Linked DNA regions of Hordeum vulgare: region 2 is linked to region 1. The links are chromatin contacts, called in public Hi-C maps. All regions are on one chromosome and are shown on one strand. Each heading gives the region's core, a stretch centred on a gene start, on an enhancer-like site or on the middle of the called end of the contact. The rest is flanking DNA. Distances are from core to core; before and after follow the strand shown. Region 1 holds the start of LOC123444133 (myb family transcription factor PHL7-like). Region 2 holds the start of LOC123413626 (leucine-rich repeat protein 1-like).

What was found. Hi-C and Micro-C count contacts between places; a contact is called where the count stands out from the background.
Region 2: a Hi-C map of leaf shows a contact between it and region 1, with 4 times the contacts expected there. The contact joins the promoter of LOC123413626 here to the promoter of LOC123444133 in region 1. A contact is called at or near these places in 3 of 6 Hi-C or Micro-C datasets (leaf and seedling).

The regions. Positions count from the first base shown.
Region 1 is chr1H:448,313,634-448,318,541 of MorexV3_pseudomolecules_assembly, reverse strand. LOC123444133 (myb family transcription factor PHL7-like) reads right to left here and starts at 2,027. Exons shown (of 7, transcript XM_045120763.1): 1 at 1,725-2,027; 2 at 1-65. The coding sequence starts at 58.
Region 2 is chr1H:448,453,873-448,458,801 of MorexV3_pseudomolecules_assembly, reverse strand. LOC123413626 (leucine-rich repeat protein 1-like) reads right to left here and starts at 2,664. Exons shown (of 6, transcript XM_045106563.1): 1 at 2,317-2,664; 2 at 2,117-2,188; 3 at 1,857-2,000; 4 at 1,638-1,709; 5 at 1,454-1,528; 6 at 1,078-1,332. The coding sequence starts at 2,558. The coding sequence ends at 1,296.

The DNA of each region.
Region 1 (4,908 bases), core at 778-3,277:
TATTCTGAGCCCTCTGTGGTGCAAAGGGCACAGAAAAGTTCTTAGCATGGTACATCATGAGAGTACTGCAACAATTGTAAGAAATTGTCATACACATCAGTAAGGCCAAGAAATGTTATAATTTAGGATGAAACAAGTCTACATTATGATGCCATCCTGTATATCTAACAGAATATATCAAGTTGATGGTAGAATGTAAGCAAGGCGACATATTTTTCTGGTACAAGGAGAACTCGTCGTCAGTTCAGGAAATCTTGGTCAGCGTATTTATTCCAAGATCTCGAAAAGTTGGCAAGTCTCCTACTCTTTTCAGAAAATATGCCTTTTATACTCAAAGGACTACTGCTACAAGTAAATAAGCAAAGTGGGCGACACTGAACATGGAAGACAATATTGACACAACAGAGCACCGTAACTAAAAACATAAAATCTTTATTCTAGCGGTACTATCAAAATATCCAAATAGCCAACGACAATAGAGCAATTTTATAACCTCTCCAAATCACATTAAGAACACAAGTTCATCCCAGGCTGCTAACTGAATTCCACATGGAAGGAACATAAAAAAAATATTCAAGCAAAAGACGAAGACCAGTTCAGCTAGCTTAACTGAACGCAGCAACTGAGACTAAAAGTTTGACAAATAAAACTAATAGCACCGGGCACTGATAGCAGCTTGGCGCCAGTATGTCGAAGAATCACCAGCAGATAGAGTTTGTGGTAAAATGCTGAATGGAGCCTGTGGTTCCTGAAGCGAGGTAGTAACAATCTGATAACTCGTTGCTATGTAATGTGTTTGTTGACAGAGAGTTGCTATGTTATTTTATCGCTGCGCTTCTGGTTTATTTTGCTTACAACGTGTATGTTGGATGGAACTACAGCTCTGCTCTGCCCTTCCCATCAAAAAGAAAAAGCTCTGCTCTGCCCTTAAAAACCGCAATTAAATTTCGTTAACGACGCTGAGGGCAATCCCTTCTCTGAAAGAAAGGGGAAAAAAAAGAATCAGCTGCCCTGGAGGTAATCTCAGTCATTCCCAAATGCCAATAGAAGGTCCCTACACAGAACACCTCCCAAAGGCCAGTCTGATGGAAGCAGCGGTTCCAATCCGACGATTATCACCAAATTACGCTACAAGTACAAAATACATCAAACCGATTGGATCGAGATCACGGCCATACGCAAATACCATGTCCATCACAAAAATCCAACCTAGCCTTTTCCGGCCTCAGAATCGCACAAGCCGGCACAAGAACAGCGACGCACGGCTCATAAACCAAAACAAGCTTACGAGCAAGGAAATCGCCGAAACACTACTCGCACCACAGAAACACGTCAGAAGCGACGCCACCGCCCAAACGTGATCTCCCTCCCTGCCCATGTTTTTAATTTATTTAATACCGCGCTTCTCACATCCACCCGCAGCAAACGGAATGGAAATCTCACGAGGAACACCAGGAAATCCACTCCGAGGTCAGTAAAATTCACACTGACTACGCTCGCCACTAGCAAGAGAGGAGCGCCACTCACTCACCGGCCCCTGGTACACAATTCCGCCGCAATACGCCTCGCCGAGCCGCGATCTCGACCTCACGGAAGACACGGGCAGAACAGACAGAACCCCTTCCCGCCCCCTCCTCGCCCCTGACTAGCAGACACGCCTGAATTCAGTAAGAGACCGGGAAAGGCATGGGGGGCGGAAGAGCTGGGAGCCGGCGCTTACTTACCGGCACGGAAGAAGGACGCCGCCGCCGCCGCCGCGACCGGGACCGGGGCCTCCTCGCAGTCGCAGGTGCGCCGCGCTCGTCGGGGGGATAGAGAGAGAGATAGAGAGAGAAAGAGAGAGGGAATCAAATGCTGCTGCTGCTGCGTGCTGCTGTGGAGGGCCAATCAGGCGGATGCCCCAATCGGGCGCTGGGGTCCGGGCGGGGAGGCGAGGATGGGAGCGGTGGTGGTGCGAACGGGAATGGGAGGGGAGGGGAGGGGAAAGCGGCTGGTGGTGGTGTCCGGCGAAAGCGACGCCGCGAGAGCGGAGGGCTTGGGAACGGAGACACACACACAACACACAGACAGATCTTTTACACCATTCTCCCCCTCCGATGCGCACCGTGGGCCGGCCCGGGCGGGCCTATCCACCAGTACTGCCCCCGGCCCTGGCCCCGCGGCCCCCTGGGTCCTGACCTGTCAGCGAGCTACTAGCAGCACCCGCTAGTGATGTGGCAGTGGCAGTGGCACTGTACCAGATCTTTGTTTGTTTGCCGCGGCGAGCACGGCTTTCCGTCGCCGGGGACACTGTTCGACTGCGGGGACTGTGCTTTGCTTAACCCGCGAGAATCTTCGGGGCCGCGCCGCATTGATGGCAGATTCCCCGCTGCCATTCCATCCCGTCCCATTCCCAGCCCGTCTACTCCGTCCGTCCTCCGTCACGTGGCGCACAGCGCCATGCCCTTCCCTCGCTTGCCATCATCGGACCGGGCGCACGTGCATTCATGAGTCCCCAGCCGTGTCTTGCTAGGCGCTTCCGTGCATTTATTACCGCTGGCAAAACGTAACAAAATGCATGCTTGCCCGTTGCTGGAAGGGAACTGGAAACGGCCCAAAAGCAGACCCTGCCACGACGAACAAAACGGGAGACGAATAACTCCGCGCCTACAAAATACAGCTGGAAAGTTCCAGCGATCGGAGGAGGATCTAGGAAGAAGTTTTTTTTTATTTTTATTTTTCTGAGATAAAGATCCTGGGAAGAAGTGTGTGCGACGCAAGCGATCCCGGTACAATCATGGCCCAGGAAGGATTCAAGGGGAAGAAAGGAGGGGGAACGCCGGCCACCCATGATGCCCCTATCTATCTATCTATCTAACGGCAAAGGGGGGCAAAGGGAGGTGACCTCGAACGGAAAAATCATTGTGATTTGCGATGCGAGCACTCTCGGACTCACCAGCAAAAGTACCTCAAAAGCGACGAGGGTTTGGACAAGAAACGCAGAGGCGAGGCCCCCGCCACGAGGAAGAAGAAAGCTTGGGCGACAGGTCATCTCATCTCATCTCGTATGCATCAACCCTCCGTCGCTGCATGCGCGCGGAGGATTTTAAAAAAAATAAAATGATAAAGTAGAAAGGCGTGGACTTCCGTTTTACGATAGATATCGATCTGTTCAACCTTCAACGCAGCGCCCTGGAGTCTGGTCGGTGGGTCACCTGCCCCTGCCAGTTTGCTTCAGGTAGCACTGAAAATTTCCTTGGACTGTGGCCGGGGCCGGCCGGCCCGGGAGCGACACGGAGGAGATGGCAGGCTCCAGTTGACAGGCCCCGGGGGGCCGGCAGCGGCGCGGATCAATTCGACCGGACGGCGACGCCATCGGCTGCAAAAGCGTCATCAAAGGAAAGGAGCCCGCTTTGGCGTTGCAAGTATTCGGGGTTTTGGCAGCGGATTCTCTATTAGCCAACTCCTATTTATTACTGTACCACACCAAACGGTCGTCTTCATTCGTTCAACGTGTTAATGGATCCGTGTCTCAAAGGACGTGGATGTCACCTAGAGAGGGTGAATAGGCGCTTTAAAATAATTAAGGTTTAGGTTTGAACAAATGCGGAATAAAACTAACGTTTAATATGTCAAGCACAAAATCTCAAACAACTAGCCTCACCTATGTGCACCAACAACTTATGCTAAACAAGATAAACAACTAAGTGATAGCAAGATATATGACAAGAGACAATATGGCTATCACAAAGTAAAGTGCATAAGTAAAGGGTTCGGGTAAGAGATAACCGAGGTACGCGAAGACGATGATGTATCCCGAAGTTCACACCCTTGCGGATGCTAATCTCCGTTGGCGCGGTGTGGAGGTACAATGCTCCCCAAGATGCCACTAAGGCCACCGTAATCTCCTCACGCCCTCGCACAATGCATAATGTCGTGATTCCACTAAGGGACCCTTGAGGGCGGTCACCGAACCCGTACAAATGGCAAACCTTGGGGGCGGTCATCGAACCCGTACACGTGACAACCCTTGGGGGCGGTTACCGGTACCCGTACAAATTGCTCGGGGCAATCTCCACAACCTAATTGGAGACCCCGACGCTTGCCCGAAGCTTCACACCACAATGATTGAGCTCCGAGACACCACCAAGCTTCTAGGACGCCAAAGCATCCACGAAGAACAATATCTAGGGTACTAAGTATCAAAGGTAATAAGCTTCTCAAACTTCACTTCCACGTATCACCGTGGAGAACTCAAACCGATGCAACCAATGCAATGGCAAGAACACACGAAGTGGTCAAGTCCCTCACACTCAAATCCCTCCACAACAACAAAAGCTATGGAGAAATATGAGAGGAAGAACAAGGAGCTCACAAAGAACTCCAAGATCTAGATCCAAGGGGTTCCCCTCACATAAAGGAGAAAGTGATTGGTGGAAATGTGGATCTAGATCTCCTCTCTCTTTTCTCTCAAGAACAAGCAAGAAGCATTGGAGGTATTGAGAGTAAGCAAGCTCTAAGAATGTCAACAATGGAGGTAGAACAAGAGCTCAACGGATAAATAAGGCCAAGGGGGAAGAAGACCCCCTTTATATAGTGGGGGAAGGAATCAGACCGTTACCCCCCACTTACAGCCCGAGCCCAGCGGTACTACCGCTGACCCTCCGGCGGTACTACCGCTGGCTGCAGCGGTACTACCGCTGAGCCCATGGTAGCGCAAAGATACTACCGGGCCAACCACCGCCAAGAAAGTCTTCGCAAAAATGTCCGACGCAGTACAACCGCAAAGATGACGGTACTAAAAGCTTGGAGCGGTACTACCGCTGGCCAGGGGCGGTACTACCGCTGGGACAGCGGTACTACCGCCAGCTCTAGCGGTACTACCGCTAGGGCCAGCGGTACTACCGCCAACTCTAGCTGTACTACCGC
Region 2 (4,929 bases), core at 1,415-3,914, 140 kb before region 1:
CTTTACTTTGTTGTTTTGCTTAACAATAAATAAGAATGATTGTGTGCATCGGAATGATGCAGAGGCCGGAGATTTCGACCTCCTTTTCTAAGAAAAACACTTTGTATTTGAAGGGGTCTCCGAAGGTCCACGCATCACACGGTCTGTTGTTAAGGCAACATATATTCTCATGCGACCGACCATCCTCGGAGGGGGTTAAGAACTCACAAGCGTTTTATGCTTTCCTTTTAGGACATCTTCAACGGCAGCCCCATAAATTGGTTCCCTAGTTTTAGGTATGAAGAGAGGACGTTTTTGGGCACTAGAAAAATGGTCTGCCTTTCCAGCAGCTCTTAAATTTGAGGTTGGGAGTGGTGGCTCGAGCGGCGGACACTCGATACATGCAAGGTGCTTGACAGGTGGACCAGGAGCTCGGGAGGGAGAAAACAAGTGATATGTGGCCGGTTTCCCCTCAAACCGGTATTTGAACGAAAGATACGTGGTTTTGAGACACGGGGGATAAAATGTCACCCAAAAAATCATGAGGGACTAAATATAGACTTTTGGTAAAATTGAGAGAGCAAACATTTGCTTTTCTTGAAAAATGTTGGAGCAAAATACCTGTCTTCCTTACTCTTTTCACAACAAAATTTAGGACTCAGCTGATTCACAGCAGACATGCCTGTTGTCCAGGCGCGTGAGGCTTTTGAGAGTTTATTTTTTGGATTTTGTCGTATCATGGAAAATTAACATCAAATCATTAAAAAACACATGTTCATCACAGTCTGATTGCACAGTGGCTGCTAACTCAAAAGGCAGTGGGCACCTGCCAAGTAACATCCACACACACAGTTGAGCTGTGTAAATTTTGCTAACTAAAAATGATTTTGTGTTTTGTTTTGTTTTAACTCTAGATTATAGTACTCAAATCAAATCATAACTCAATTTAGCTTCGGAAGTACTAGAGCCATTCGTCAAATTTGACCTATGATCATTTTATATAGCAACGTCGCGGTACTGCGCCCGCGCGACAGGAACGAAAACGAACGAATGTAGTCAAGCACCCAAGGCAACGAAACACAGTGAATAGATTCGATGGAGCAGCAACTTAATATCATCTATTACGTATGGCAACAGCCAGATACAAGCCCACAACGACCGTCGATCTCGGCTTGCACACAGCATACATAAATTAACATGCCTGCACTGGCACGCATCTAAATTAACCTCGCTCTCGAATGCAACTGCGCCGCCGGCTTCTCTGGCTGCAATGCTGCCAGTTTATTCTTCACTCCGGCGGGCCGCCGTTCGTCGGTCTAGCAGTTGCCGCCCAGCCGCGGGTTGTCGGCGAGGCTGCACCAAATTAGCGATGGGACATGCGCGCAACAGTCAGCACTTGGTAATCACGAGCATCGATCAGTTTATCGCAGTATATATATACTCGAGGCAGAAGATAATGTGCTATGCTTATTACCCGTTCGGGGGGTGGATGTTGTTGAACGGTCCGTGTGTCGGAATCGGGCCGCAGAGATCGTTGCTTGAGAGATCCCTGCGAGCGAAACAGGACAGAGGAACGATCAAGATGAAGATCACTGGATTGATCGTCGAGAGAGAAGAAAACAACTGGAATTAAATGCTGAGAAAATCGTCCAACTTACACACTCATCTGATCGGGCAGCCCGGCCAGCTCGCTTGGGATCGGGCCGGTCAAGCGGTTCTGTTGAAGGTGCCTATCATCGTGCAGTCCGTCATTAGTATTAGGAGGTTATAAATGTTCAGAGTTCAGAGCCAACCTTGTTTTATGAGAATCACGGACAACTCGATCGACGCTTGAAAAGAAAAACACGATGGAAAACCTTTTGAAATCATGGACTCACAGCTGTTCCAGAGACTTGAGTTTCCCGAGCGATGCAGGTATTTGCCCTGAGAGGGTGTTGTTGTGCAAGTGCAGGGACTTCAGATTCTCCAAGTCGCCCAGCTCTTCAGGGATCGTTCCTTGGATGTTGGTCCACGAGATCCACCTGTAATTTTGAGCAGATGCATAGGAGTTAGTATATACAGTAATACTTTTTCTGAACAGGGTAGGTGCCCACATTTTAATCCATCATCACTGGCTGGGTCAGATAGAAAGGCTTACAGTTTCTTTAGCTGGTCCATCTTGCCGAGCTCCGGCGGTAGAGGTCCGGACAGGTTCTTATGGCCGATTTTTCTGTCAGAACAAAGAAACCCCGTATTGAAAATCGGATGAAGAGAACGAGGCGTCCAGAAATATACACTACGACTGAACGGAACGGAAGCAGTATGGAAGGGAAGAAGGATCGGTGTCGCCACACTCACATCTCGGTGACGCGGTTGGCCTGGCCGTCGCAGGTGACATAGGACCAGTCGCAGGTATTTAGCTCCGGGGTCCAGGTATACAGTGCGTCGTCAGGGTCCTGCAGGCCGCTCCGCATGGCCATGAGCGCGTCACGGTCACCGTCCAGGTCAGCCGCCGCGGGCGCCAGCAGCATGCTGGACACGACCGCCACGAAGACAGTCACCGCCAGGGGCACTCGGGCTCCCGCCGCCGTGGGCGCCATGGGGGCTAGCTGGGGTGGTGCGGTGATCAGAGGGGAGCGGGACGAGCTAGCACGGTGTTGTGACTTGTGAAGTTGCGAGCTGTGCTTTGGATGGTCGTCATACCGTGGTTTGCCGTCGGGTTTTATAGAGGGAGGAAGGCGCAGGCGACCGGTTGGTGATAGTACGCGTGTGAATTCCTACTCCACCTCTTTGTCAACACTGTGTCATGGGAAATCAAATGCTATGTGCAGCCCAAAAAGGTGAAGTTTTGGACAATGACAGCTGGCCACCTTTGGAAAGCTACGAAATGATGAATTTTTGGACAATGGCAGTTGGCCACCTTTTCCTCCGGAACTGTTTGAACTTCTCGTCTTTGTTAGAGTCATATGTACTCATATATAGATTTTGCTATTTTGATCGCATCCATTATGCATTATGGATAGTAGGGAGGAAGGCGCATGCGACGGGATGGTGGTAGTACGCGTGTGAACTCCTACTCCACCTCCCCGTCAACACTGTGGCATGGGAAATCAAATGCTATGTGCAACCCAAAAAGGTAAAGTTTTGGACAATGGCAGACCACCTTTGAAATGCTACGAAATGGTGAATTTTTGGACAATGCCAGTTGGCCACCTTTTCCTCCGGAACTGTTTGGACTTATCGTCTTTGTTAGAGTCATATGTACTCATATATAGATTTTGCTATTTTGATCGCATCCATTATGCGTTATGGATAGTAGGGAGGAAGGTGCATGTGATGAGATGGTGGTATCACGCGTGTGAACTCCTACTCCACCTCCCCGTCAACACTGTGGTATGGGAAATCAAATGCTATGTGCAGCCTAAAAAGGTAAAGTTTTGGACAATGGCAGCTGGCCGCCTTTGAAATGCTACGAAATGGTGAATTTTTGGACAATGGCAGTTGGCCACATTTTCCTCCGAAATTGTTTGGACTTATCGTCTTTGTTAGAGTCATATGTACTCATATACTGATTTTGCTATTTTAATCTCATCCATTATGCATTATGGATAGTAGTTTTTTTTACGGATATTAACTACACTCCGTGTCGTCCTGCACCGTGATAGATATATTGAATATATGCATGGCTTGATATACTGGTATAATTTAAAAATCATGGACAATAATGAATTGTAAAATACTTCTTCCGTCAGAGTCATATGTAAACATGGCAACTTACAACGGTGTCTGAAGCAATGTTATGTACATAAAATTTCTCCTAGTTTTCTCGTCCACCACACCCCTCCTTTTACCTTTTTTGCTCATATGAATAGTAAATTTAATTATTTTTCTAAAAGTTTTTTTTTATCATTTTTGAAATAGTATGACCATATATGTGCACATATTCTCACTTAGCAATTTTGTTAGTCCACGACAATTTTCTGTCTAGTGGAAATGCCACAGGCACCAAAAAGCATTGCAAAATGATGTGTGTTGTACAATTGATAGTTGACCACCCACCTTTTGATACTCTTTACATCGTATTGCCGTTCATCCAATATAGCATGGTTGTCACTGGACTGTTTGTCTGGTTAGATTATACATACTGGCCACAAGTTAGCATAGTTGTTGTCTTTCCATGGTATTAGAAATGGGGGGCCATGGGCTAAAGTCCTAGGCCATGCAGTCGAGCATGATAATAGATTTGGAGCAGGAATATATGTTGTTTGAAATAAAATTGAAAATCCACGACCAGGAACAATATAAATACTTCTTTCCCTCATCAAATAGAATAATAAAGTAGTATTGGATCACATTTCTACCAATGAAAGCTATAAATACATGTATTTTACAAAATTAACTCTCCCAATGTGTTGTATCTCCCTCCTAAAACCTCACATGAGCAGTATGTGGCTGACATATTTGTTTATGGAGGAATATTGTGTGTGCGTGTGTGCCCGCACGTGTGTGTGTGTGTGTTTATAAAAAAATCTATCAAATACACGAACATTTCAATTTAAAGAACACATGAATATTTTTATAAATATTGGAAACAATGTTCTAAGTCATGAACTCTTTTTAAGAAGGGTGAATATATTTTGCAAATCCATGAAAATATTTTTCAACCCAATGAACATTTTTACTTAAAATGCATGTACAACTTCATTGAGCTCTCATTGTCCCCGGGAAGCCCTTCTTCCACCTCAAGCTTTGTAACACTTGTGCAACCCCAAGAGAAAATCCACCAAGCAGGACTAGGGTTTTACGCCGCACGGTGGCCCAAACCTGGCTAAATCTGGGTCCTTCTCGTGCTCTGTGTGTAGCTTCTTCATGGTCGTGATCAGGTTGTAGATTGTAGAGAGATCCCCACAGTTCGAAGTCGGGTTCTTGGAGGGTTCCCTTAGGCTCAAACCCAATCGTCGATATTGACCT